Regions from separate parts of the Rattus norvegicus genome. Here region 2 is linked to region 1. The links are chromatin contacts, called in public Hi-C maps. All regions are on one chromosome and are shown on one strand. Each heading gives the region's core, a stretch centred on a gene start, on an enhancer-like site or on the middle of the called end of the contact. The rest is flanking DNA. Distances are from core to core; before and after follow the strand shown. Region 1 holds the start of Fstl1 (follistatin-like 1). Region 2 has its middle 25 kb from the start of Ndufb4.

Region 1 (5,154 bases), core at 981-3,480:
AACTCTCTTTGTAGACCAGGCTAACCTCAAACTCACAGAGATCCACCTGCCTCTGCCTCCTGAGTGCTGAGAACAAAGGCGTGTGCCACCACTGCCTGGTTATTTTATCATCATCTTAATCTTCAGGGTCTCACTGTGTAGTTCTAGCTGTTTTGAAACTCATGTAGATCAAGCTGGCCTTGAACTCACAGATCTACCTCCCTTTGCTTCCAAAGCGCTGGGATTAAAGGTGAGAGCCACTCGCTAACAGTTTTGAGGTCCATCATACAGATAGAGGAATATTCTTTAGCCAGGGTTAAAACTTGGGGATATTTCCTCCAGTCAGAGAAAATGGCTGGGGAGCAAGCGGGGCTTGAGGAGTGCCTGAAAGGTAGAGGGAGCTGGACACACACTGACCCACTTCCAGATCTAGTTATGTGAACATGGACAATTTAATGAGTTTCCTTAACTCTGTAAAATGGAACTAACAAAGCCCACCTCACAGGGCTGAAAGGCTTAAAAAGAAATGGCAGAAGTGATCCTAGTGATACAAAATACTTAGTGAAGTTCTAAGTCTTCATGTTTGCAAGTGGGGTCGGGAGGTGTGCAGAGCCTGGGCTCTGGAGCCAGACGGCTTGGGTTCGAATCTTGCCCTCACTATTATAACTTATCTTGTAAGTTACATTAACTTCTCTGACTCAGTTTCCCTATGATTGAAGTAGAATCTTAATACAAGTAGTAGCTACCTAATAAATACTTGCTGCTTTTATTTCACTAGGAGTTAAAATAGTCTGTTTCTACCTCAATCAATGATGCAGTGAATGAAAGCAGTACAGTGTGCGTGAGCGTGTGCGTGAGCGTGTGTGTGTGTGTGTGTGTGTGTGTGTGTGTGTGTGTGTGTGTGTGTTTTAAAGTCCTGAAGACTGTATGCGTTGATGAATTCTGGGGTAGAGTCAAGCTGTGACACAAAAGGTGGGGCTAAGCTGTAATGTGAAAGAAAAACTTGGAGGGGCTATAAACCACCCACCAGGGAGCTATTTCTTTTGTAATGTGCATTCCATTTCTTCTCTCTCATGCGTTTTAATTCCTTCCACATTTCCTGCCACAATTATCAAATGTTTAGTTTCTGACCTCACTTTTCTGGAGACTGGAGCTCAGGGAATTTAGAATTGTTTATTTTCTGTCCATAAACCTTTGGGTTAATGGAGGGGCTTGTGCGCATAGGGTTTGTTGGTTTGTTTGTAGTGTCTCAGGAAGGTCACTGGAGTTGAAAAGAAAACGAGAGAGAGAGAGAGAGAGAGAGAGAGAGAGAGAGAGAGAGAGAGAGAGAGGAGGAGAGAGAGGCTCTGCATGTTTTAACTGGAAACCAGAGGCCCCCAAAGGGTAGAGTCACAGATTCCCACACTTGCTGAACTGAGTTTAAGAGGAAATTTGGATTGTAAAAGACTCTTATGGGGCCCAGATAATGACAACGACAACAACAAAAATCCAGGGCATTTTACGAAGAAGAAAACGCACTTCAGGGAATCTCAACTCACTCTATGAAGGAGAAAGGACATTTCATTTTACTGTTAAAAAAAGATCTTTTAAATCTCCCCCACCAGGAAAGACTTGGAAAGAAAAGTCCATAACTATTCTCAGTTTCCTCTGAAGTGAACAGAAGAATTCGAGGCGCCTTTTTGAACTCTGAGGCTGCTCTGTCCGCCGCCTCTGCCCCTATCCGCCCAGTCTGTCCCCTCTCCCCACTCCCCAGCCTCCCTCCATATTAGGCGTGGTGGGGCTCCAGTTTATGGCCCAAACTACTTCAGAATCGAGATCTAAGTTTGTTAGGTAGAATTTCTGCTCCGAGCGTACCAGAGTCTCACTCCAGCGTAAGGATGGGGGACCTTCAGTCCCACCCCCCAGGGAGCATCCCTGGGGCGAACTCTTGGCCGCTGGGGCTCAAACCCCGGAAACCGGTCACCTACCTCGCCGTGGACCAGGGCGATGGTCACCAGCGCGAGCGCCAGCCAGCGTTTCCACATCTGCGGAAGAGAGAAGAGGGTGAGAGTGAAGGCGCTGGGCCCTGCTCAGACCCTAGAAACTTCTTCGGGTCCCGCAGATTCGTCCCCTCCACCCAGGACCCTCGTTGCCCGCAGCGACCCGGCCTCTGCACCGCGCTCACCGTGCTCGGGTCCGGGACTCGAGAGGACACTGGGCAGGATGGAAGCAGTGAGTTGGAGGCGAAGGTGGGAGCGTCGCCGATCACCAGGCGCCGAGGAAGTCCGACCTGGGCTCGCCGCCCCTTAAGACCCCTCCTTCCCCGCCCGCCGGCCCCCCAGCTCCTCCCCATTCTCCTCCCCTTCTGCAGCGCGGCCCCCGCGGCTCCCGCTGCGCTCCCTCCTCCTGGCCCCCGCCCGGAGCCCAGGAGCCTCCGTGCACCGCAGGCATCCATGTCCTCTCCTAGACCCCCACCAAGAATCCTCAGATATCTCAAGAGAAGGCACGGGGTGTCCATGTCTCAGGGGTCCCTGCAACAAAGGCAGGGAAAACCGCGGAAACCCACGCCCGGGAGGGGCGCTGGCCTGCGGCGGCTGGGATGACAGCAGGAACTAGCTGCGGACTGCAGCGGCAACCGGATGGGCTGCACAGTGGGCATCCTTGCCAGGGCTGGGACTCGAACCTGAGCATCCCAGAGCCATCCTTCTTTGCTGAAAGGGAAAGGAGAGAGTAGAGTGCGAGGGTGTTACTATAGCCCAAGAAGGAAGTGGGCACAGGAGCCCAAGATGGGGTGGTTAGCAGAAAGCTTCTTTGAATTCAACTGTGGGTGTACTAGAGAGAGGGGGTAAGTGCCCTGCTCTGCAACGTTTTTATGTACTCCCCTCTAATCCCTCTCCACCTCACCAATGTTCCTGTTAGAACCCTTGCCATTTCTGGGAAGCTCCCTACTTATGCCCCCGATCTCCACCAATTTCCCCAGAGGTCTTCAAAGGTGTGGCGCCTCTATAAGAAGGGTGCTGATCCCCTATCTCTTTCCTGCCCCGGCTTCCCTATCTCTGGTGGCCAGGAATAAATCTATGTGTGACACATTTCAGACCCAACATCTGGTCGCCCACTCCCACTTCCCACCAGCTCAGGGATCGTTCAGGCTTGCCTCCAAACTCCCTAGGCCCTCCCATAGGAGGGCTGTCACCATAGCCTAATCGGTTTCTCACAGAGATCTCCTATGCAGCCCTTCAGTTCTGTGTCCGGGTCTACTTTGCTATTGCAGACTCTCAGCTCTCACTCAGAAATTCACGAAGCCATTTGACGTGGATTGATTCAGGCATACTCATTCTTGACCGCGCTGAAAAATAATCGCCATGTTCTTTTACTCTGTGGTTTAAATACTACCGTGTCATGTCTTTGTCCACTGAGAAACTTCATCCACTTTCACCACCCACATCAAATCCAACCTTTTTGCCTTCCTTGTAAGCACCCTATGATACCCTGTGGCCGAACCTTATCGTCTTGTCTTCACCTTCTTTACCTCACACCCCGCTGTTCACATCACACCAGGCTTCATGGTGTGCTCTGAGCATGTCATAGTTTATCTTCTACCGAATATTCTGCTGAATGCCTACTGCTGAAGTTTTAGGAGGTTTCAAAATTATGCCTAAATCCCCCAACTGAGACAGATGGAAACCAAAATGTAAACTCTCTTATGGGTCAAATTGGAATGTTGGCCATGGCTTTAGAGCTGCCAGTACGGCAATGGGTCTGCTACTGCTGAACCCCCAAATCAAACACACCCCATCGGTACAGAGAGAGTTGGAAAACCTGCTTGTGTAAAATCAGCTGCATGGAAAAGCAAATAAAAAGAAAAAGAAAAGAAAAAAAAATACCCGATGTCCTCTATACTGGAGAGGGATGCCCTAGTTAGTTTTGACTGTTGACTTGACATAGCCTGAAGCTAAGAGAAGAATTACCTATTAGATGGGCCTATGTCTGTAGAGGCATTGACTTCATTGATAGTTGATGTTGGAGGACCTAGCCCACTGTGGGTGGCACCATTCTGTGGGCACCTGGTCTAGGCTAGAAAGTTAGCTTTGCATGAGCCTGCAAGCAGCATTCTTCCCAGGTTTCTGCTTGGGGTTCTTTCTGCCCTGACTCTCCTCAGTGATGGACTGTGACCTGTGAGATGAAATACATTCCCTCTAAGTTGCTTTTGGTCAGGGTCTTTTATCACAGAGTCAGAAAGGAAAATAGAACACAGAGAGAGTGACGCATTCTTTGAAGCTCACCAGTCAGATACTGTATGCCTTCCTACTTGTTGGAACAAGATGAATGGGACATAAATGGCCCCCATCAGGTACCCTGCCTGTCAGTGTGCTAGGGTTGAAGAAGGAAGCTTTGATGTACTAAGGTTTGCTTCTGTCCTCTAATAGCTAACAACATTGTGTACCTTCAAAGCTGGCAAGGTTCTACTGAAAGTCTCTTGATTGCTTTCAGAACTGACTATGAATTTCTCTGCATCTCTTGCTTGCCCTTCTCTTGACAACAGCTTGGGGGTAGTAGAAAGTATTTAAGTTTGAAGTCAAACCAAGCTGGCTTTCTATGCCAGCCTTGCACTTAGCTGTCTAACCTTTGCCCTCTCCCAGCCTAGGTTCTGGCATCTGACAAATGATAGTGATAATACCCTTCAGGGGCCGGCGCAGTTTAAAGTGGGAGGCTGTAAAAAGTGCCTGGCAGATAGATAGCAGGGTTCTATAAATGGTAGAACCATTATTGTTTTATCGATCTGCCTTGCATCTAAATTGTACCCACTACTATGTGCCAGGTATACAATAGCTTGCAACATGCCGTATTTTTAGGTAACTGCTACAATACACTCAGAGCTTTTTAAATTGATTTTTATCTTCCAATAAGAAGACTGAAGATCAGGAAAAACTCAGATATCTTCCCAATGAAATGTCTTGGCATTTTATTGTACACTATTATTCTCTGTTTAACACTTATTGTTAATACTTTGTTTAATACATAATTGCTCTTGATTCAGAGTATAACTATATAATCTACAAACGGCCAAAAGCAATAAAAGTAACATTAAAACTAAGTGTAAGAAGGAGTTGACGGTGTGTTGGTGTTTTTCATTGTGAGTGATAGATATTTATTTAAGTGGCTTCTCTATAGAGCCAATTTAAATAAGTAGCTGTG
Region 2 (5,154 bases), core at 1,920-4,419, 91 kb after region 1:
AGAGAGCATGCTGAACAAGCCACAGAAAGCAGCCCAATAAAGAGCACTCCTCCATGGTCTCTGCTTCACTTTCTGCATCCAGGTTCCTACCTTAAGTTCCTGCCCTGATTTCCCTTCAGGATGGACCATAAACCATAAACTGAAATAAACCCTTTTCTCCCCAAGTTGCTTTTGATCTTGGTGTTTGTCACAGCTGTAGAAACCTAGTAAGGACAATGTTTAAAATCAAAACACAAGGCTAGAAAGAACGACAAGGTACAGGGCTTATCTAAACCCTAGAGATGTGTCGTATTTTCCACTCACAGACAATGAAATCAAGACTGGGAAGAAGCCGAGGATCAGACAGCTAAGCTGGGGGACGGCCAAGACCAGAGAGTCCTTTGCAAAACTGTCCTCCGGGTTATAGGAAAGACATCCTCTAAGCCTGCAATCTGTCTCTCTGCCTCTGTAAGCCCTTGGTAGCAGGCCGGGCTCCTCAGCCTTGCACACAACACAACACTGGCTACACCCAGGGGTGTCTGCTCCTCACTGTGCTCTGTTGCAGCTTCCTTTCTGTTCCCTACCTCCAGCTGACTCCTGTGAAAATGGTTCCCATTTGAAGTTACATCAATACTCCGGGATGATGACCCTGTGAGAGAGACCCAAAGATGAGCCGGGGACAGTTTGTGTGGGAAAGTGAGAATCTTCGTAGCCAGTCTGGACACTGGAGACGGAGTTTCTGTAAGGGAGATCTAAGTACAAACTCGTGGAACAAAACATACAGAGGTGACTGGGAGAGCATGTGAACTGGTGGGCGGTGGGTAAGCACTTCCTCTGACTGCTTCTCTCTAGATATTGCCTTCTGGGTTCTTTTGCTTTCCAGTCTAGAAAGGACTCTAGGAGCTTCTTGAGGTCACCCCCCCCCCCATCCCCTGCAGTGTTTCAGAACATGAAGATTCTATTCTTTAGTAAGTGCCCCTAGGAAGGTGGTGCCAGGCCACCCTCTCACCTGGAAGTAGCCTCGCGTTGACCTTTACAACCCCCTCCCTGGCAGTTTTTGCTTATTTCCTCTGGTTTTTACTGATTAGAGGTGGGAAATAGTAGCCCCTCATGGTTTCCACTTGGAAGTCCCTGGTAAAGATTTAACTGTAATGAGCTCCCTTACCCTACCTGTACTTTGCCCAGACCCCATAATTTTAGAAACACGTTTTTATCCACTCGCCTGCCTGATCACATCTTTCCCCAACTGTTCCAATGATATCACAGTGCCCGAGTCTCCACGGAGCCCCTCCCCCCCCTCTATCCTCAGAGACCCGCCGGCCTCTCTTCCCTGCCTGAGAAACACTGCCATCTTTGAATCCCCCGGCATTTGACTCGGCCGTACAAGCACACTGTCTAACTTAGGGGCCGCGTCTGTAGAAGGGAATGCTTTGTTAGTTTCCAGAGTGATGCCAAGCTTAATTTAAAAAGCAATGTAACTTTCATTTTTATTCTTCCGGAAGTCAGAGCGGTCATGGACTGCGCTGCAGAGGCAGCCTACCTGACGACGGCGTGGGGTTTTTTGTTCGTTTGTTTTGTTTTTTTTGTAGCACTGAGTGAGGTGTAGGAGGTGCAATGGGAGAAGCCCCCCCCCGGGGGGGGGCGGCGGCAGACCTGTCTCATTCAGCCTTTCTAGACCGCCAAGGCCCTGCAAGTGTAAGCAATCGGGAAGCGCTGTTAATGTTGGATTGAGTCACATTGCCTATTTCTCTCTACTTCGTACCTGGATCTTACACTTACCCTGTTAGCTTTTGGAACTAGGGAGTAAGAGCAGTCACCGAGTACTGAGCATGGCAAGGACGCGGTTACACAAGACCTCAGCTTCCGGCCTTGGTTCCTGGAGGGAGCTAGCATGCCTAACTTGAAGGGTATTGCGCCCTATCCAATCTCATTAGTTTCTTCCTCTCAGGGACTCACGTGACTATTATTGGAATGGGAGGCGGGGCCATGGAATTCATATGGCCATAAATTAGGAGGCCGCAATGCTCATACCACCACAGCATCAGGTTTGAGAGAACCTCCCTTCACAGTGCCTCTTAAATCTTCAGACCAAACAGCTTCTGGTCATGGGTAAGCTATGCCAGTCGACTGTCATCTAACCTTCTGGCATTTAACAAACATTCTTAGCCATGTTTTCTAGATTCCCTAGGGCCCAAAAGCCCAGGGAGAATGTAATCTCTATTTTCCTCAAAGATACACACACACACTCACACCAGTAATTTTAAGTTTGGAGAGAAATACAATGAGTGTTTTCCTAAGAGAAATTTTCTGTGAATAAAGATAGGTACTTGACCGAAGTGTGGTGCATACTTTTAATCCTATCCCTTAGGAGAAGGCAAAAATCAGGGACACGAGGATATCCATAGATACTTAGTGAGTTCAAGGAGGCCAACCTGGGCTATGTGAGGCCTTATCTCAAAACAAAACCAAAAGGAAAAAGGAAGTCCTTCTGGCCCACACCCACCCAGGGAACCCAAACCTCACAGGTCAAGGGAGATTGAGGCACAGGGCAGATTTCCATTTTTTTTTATCTGGACTACAACAGTCCCTGACTCTAAAAATTCCATCATGCTCTAGAACTGTTCGAGAGACCAGTGTTCAAAAATCAGAAAGCCAGTAACTGGAGTTAACCGTTGTAAGCTGGCAGTGCCTTCTCTGAAAGACCCAGTCTCCGTAGCTAGTGAGGTAGTCAAGTCACCCAACAGCTGCTTTGTGTTGGCAAAGGGCCGCTTAATGTAAAGACAATAACGTGAAAGATGTGACCGCACAGCCACGTGGTGGCGGACTTCGCCATCTTTGCTTACCAACATGTTTTAGATTGTATTCAAAGTGCCAGGCTTTGGTGTATTTCAGAGTTCTGTCTGGGGGTGGGCTCATCCCCCACACATTTTTCATAGTTTGTACTAGTGACTCGAGGATAGTGCAGAGAAACAAAGAAACTGAAGAGACAGGAAAGGGAGGAAGACAAAAGCAAGGCAGGGAGGCTAAGAGAGCCTGGGAAACCAACTTGAGACTTAGGAGGAGGGGGCGGGCGGGGAGTTTGATTCTACAGACTCCGGAAAGCCTATTAAGGCGCCCTGGGAGAAGCTCGCAGGGTGGGGATCAGGCCGTCCTGGTTGAAGCCTCTCGGAATTAAGAGCTGAAAGAGAAATCACAAAGGCTCATTGTTTTATTTGTGCCTCGACTTGGCTCCTGACCATTGGATCGCTGGAGTTCTGATAAACGCCCTGAGCTCCCCCTACTGGCTACTCTGAAGAACCTCACCATCCGGATCCCAAGAGAAATAGGATTACGTAACCCAGCTTTGGCTACTTAAGACTTTTTTTTTTCCTTTCCCAAGGTCTTGGCTTTTCCAAATCCTGCTGCCTAATGCCAGAGCTTGTCTGATTGCCAAGGTCCTAAGGCCCAGAGGAGGCATCTATGAAGGGCCCATGCTGATGGGAGGGCATGCAGGAGGGTGAACAAACATTTTTCTTGAATACGTGTCGCGCAAGTAAGTGCTGCAAATATGCCTGAAAGGGGGACTTTTTCTGGACTTTCATCTGCTTGCCTCAAATATGACGCTGGTACTAAACAAGACCTCTATGCTTAGGGGGTGGGCCTGCCCAGTCTAGGTTGGAGGCCATCCAAAATAAGTCCTAAGGTGAACCCAACTCCACAGTAGCCAAGGCACGCCCGGCTCTCCTTGCCTTCCCTCTTCCCTCCGTCTTCAGATCTGCGAGAGAGGAAAAAAAAAACCTGCAAGGAGCAGAATGTTCTCTGAGAGATAGAAAAATATCTCTCTCTCTCTCTCTCTCTCTCTCTCTCTCTCTCTCTGTCTCTCCTCCTTCCTTCCTTTTCTTCCTCCCCTCCCTCTCCCCCTCTTCCTCTCCCCTCCCCCTCTTTGTCTCCCCCTCCCTTCCTGCCTCTCTCCCTCTTCTCCTCTCCTTAAGGTTGCTATTAAACAAGGCAGAAGCCCTGCTCTTCCTAAAGGACACAAAGGCGAGACTTCTGTATGGGAAATGCAAGTCCAGAGGCCGGGAGCAGCGGTTGAGGGAGAGACAAAGAAGGACCCACAGCACTGGAGCAACAGGAACAAGATAGGAGTCTGCAGCTATAGACTGGGGCGGCCACACCCGCGGGGAGTGGTCCTGGGTCAGCAAGGGAGACCACTGGGCAATAGGCAGTGGATATGAGCATCACGTGAAGGAGGGGCAGATTTTCAGATGTTCGACTAGGATGCTTGTTCCCCATAAAGGACCTTCCTATGACCACCCCCCTCTTCTCTTCAGAGGTCAGAACCCAAACCTCTCCTTCAAAAATCAGCAACTTACTGGGGAGAGGCACAGTGGCAGAGGCCAGCCTGGTCTGCAAAGTGAGAACCAGTCCCAAAACAAAACAAGCAACTTTTCTTTCATAAAAGAGCTATGCCTCTCTCGGGGCAAAAATAAAATGTCCCTAAAACATTGTTTAGGTCGGTAGCATGAGGTTATTTTTAAAGGCTCTGGGCAAACACCCCAGATTCCTTTTCTTTTGTTAAACCAGAGGCAAACAACCATTAATTCAGGGTATTGCCAGGAGCCGTGCAGCCCTAGGGAAATGGCCACTTGCTTTTTCAATCCCTCAGGACCCGGGTAGCCGCCTTTCCTTTGTCCTCCTTCCTCTGCCAACTTCCACGTTTTCCTTTCATCATCCAGCAAGCCTCTGACTGACACTAACTCCTCTTCTTTCCAGGGCTGACTTTTGTGCTCTGGATCTGCTTGCACCGACAGGGTGTTGATTTGGGAGGGGAAAAAACAGAAAGTTGTTGTCATAAGTTTGTGGGATCCCAACACATCTGACACTCAGCAGGGATCTGGCAAAGCTAGCATATTCCACAGAACTCTAGGGAATCCTTTATTCCGTCTGTAAGATACTTTTGCAAAATTTCTGGCAAGTTAACAGCCTCTAAATTATACCTCCTGTCTATTGTCACTACAGAAGAGGATTTGGGGAACTTGTAAATCCATGGGAGCAGAATGGCCTTGACAGACACTGCATAACACAAATAATATTTATTGCCAATGAAAAATTCACAACCGAAACCAGTCAAGCTCTGCTTCTGTTGAAAGGGGGGAAAAACGAGGCAAAAGATAGATACTCTGCAGAAGATGAAAT

The links. A called contact is a pair of places that touch in the nucleus more often than the background predicts.
Region 2: a contact with region 1 is called in a Hi-C map of the A7r5 cell line, with 5 times the contacts expected there. The contact joins the enhancer-like site here to the promoter of Fstl1 in region 1. A contact is called at or near these places in 3 of 12 Hi-C or Micro-C datasets (the A7r5 cell line, Schwann cells and mammary epithelial cells).

The regions. Positions count from the first base shown.
Region 1 is chr11:76,451,823-76,456,976 of GRCr8, forward strand. It overlaps Fstl1 (follistatin-like 1), which reads right to left and starts at 2,231. Exons shown (of 11, transcript NM_024369.2): 1 at 2,144-2,231; 2 at 1,947-2,003. The coding sequence starts at 2,003.
Region 2 is chr11:76,541,607-76,546,760 of GRCr8, forward strand. No RefSeq gene overlaps it. Among named protein-coding and RNA genes, the nearest start is that of Ndufb4, 25 kb to the right of the region's middle. Within about 2 kb of position 3,170, at least 59 of the 93 cell types and tissues checked have an H3K27ac peak or open chromatin away from gene starts, as enhancers often do. A contact at or near this core is called in the A7r5 cell line and Schwann cells, where this site is marked.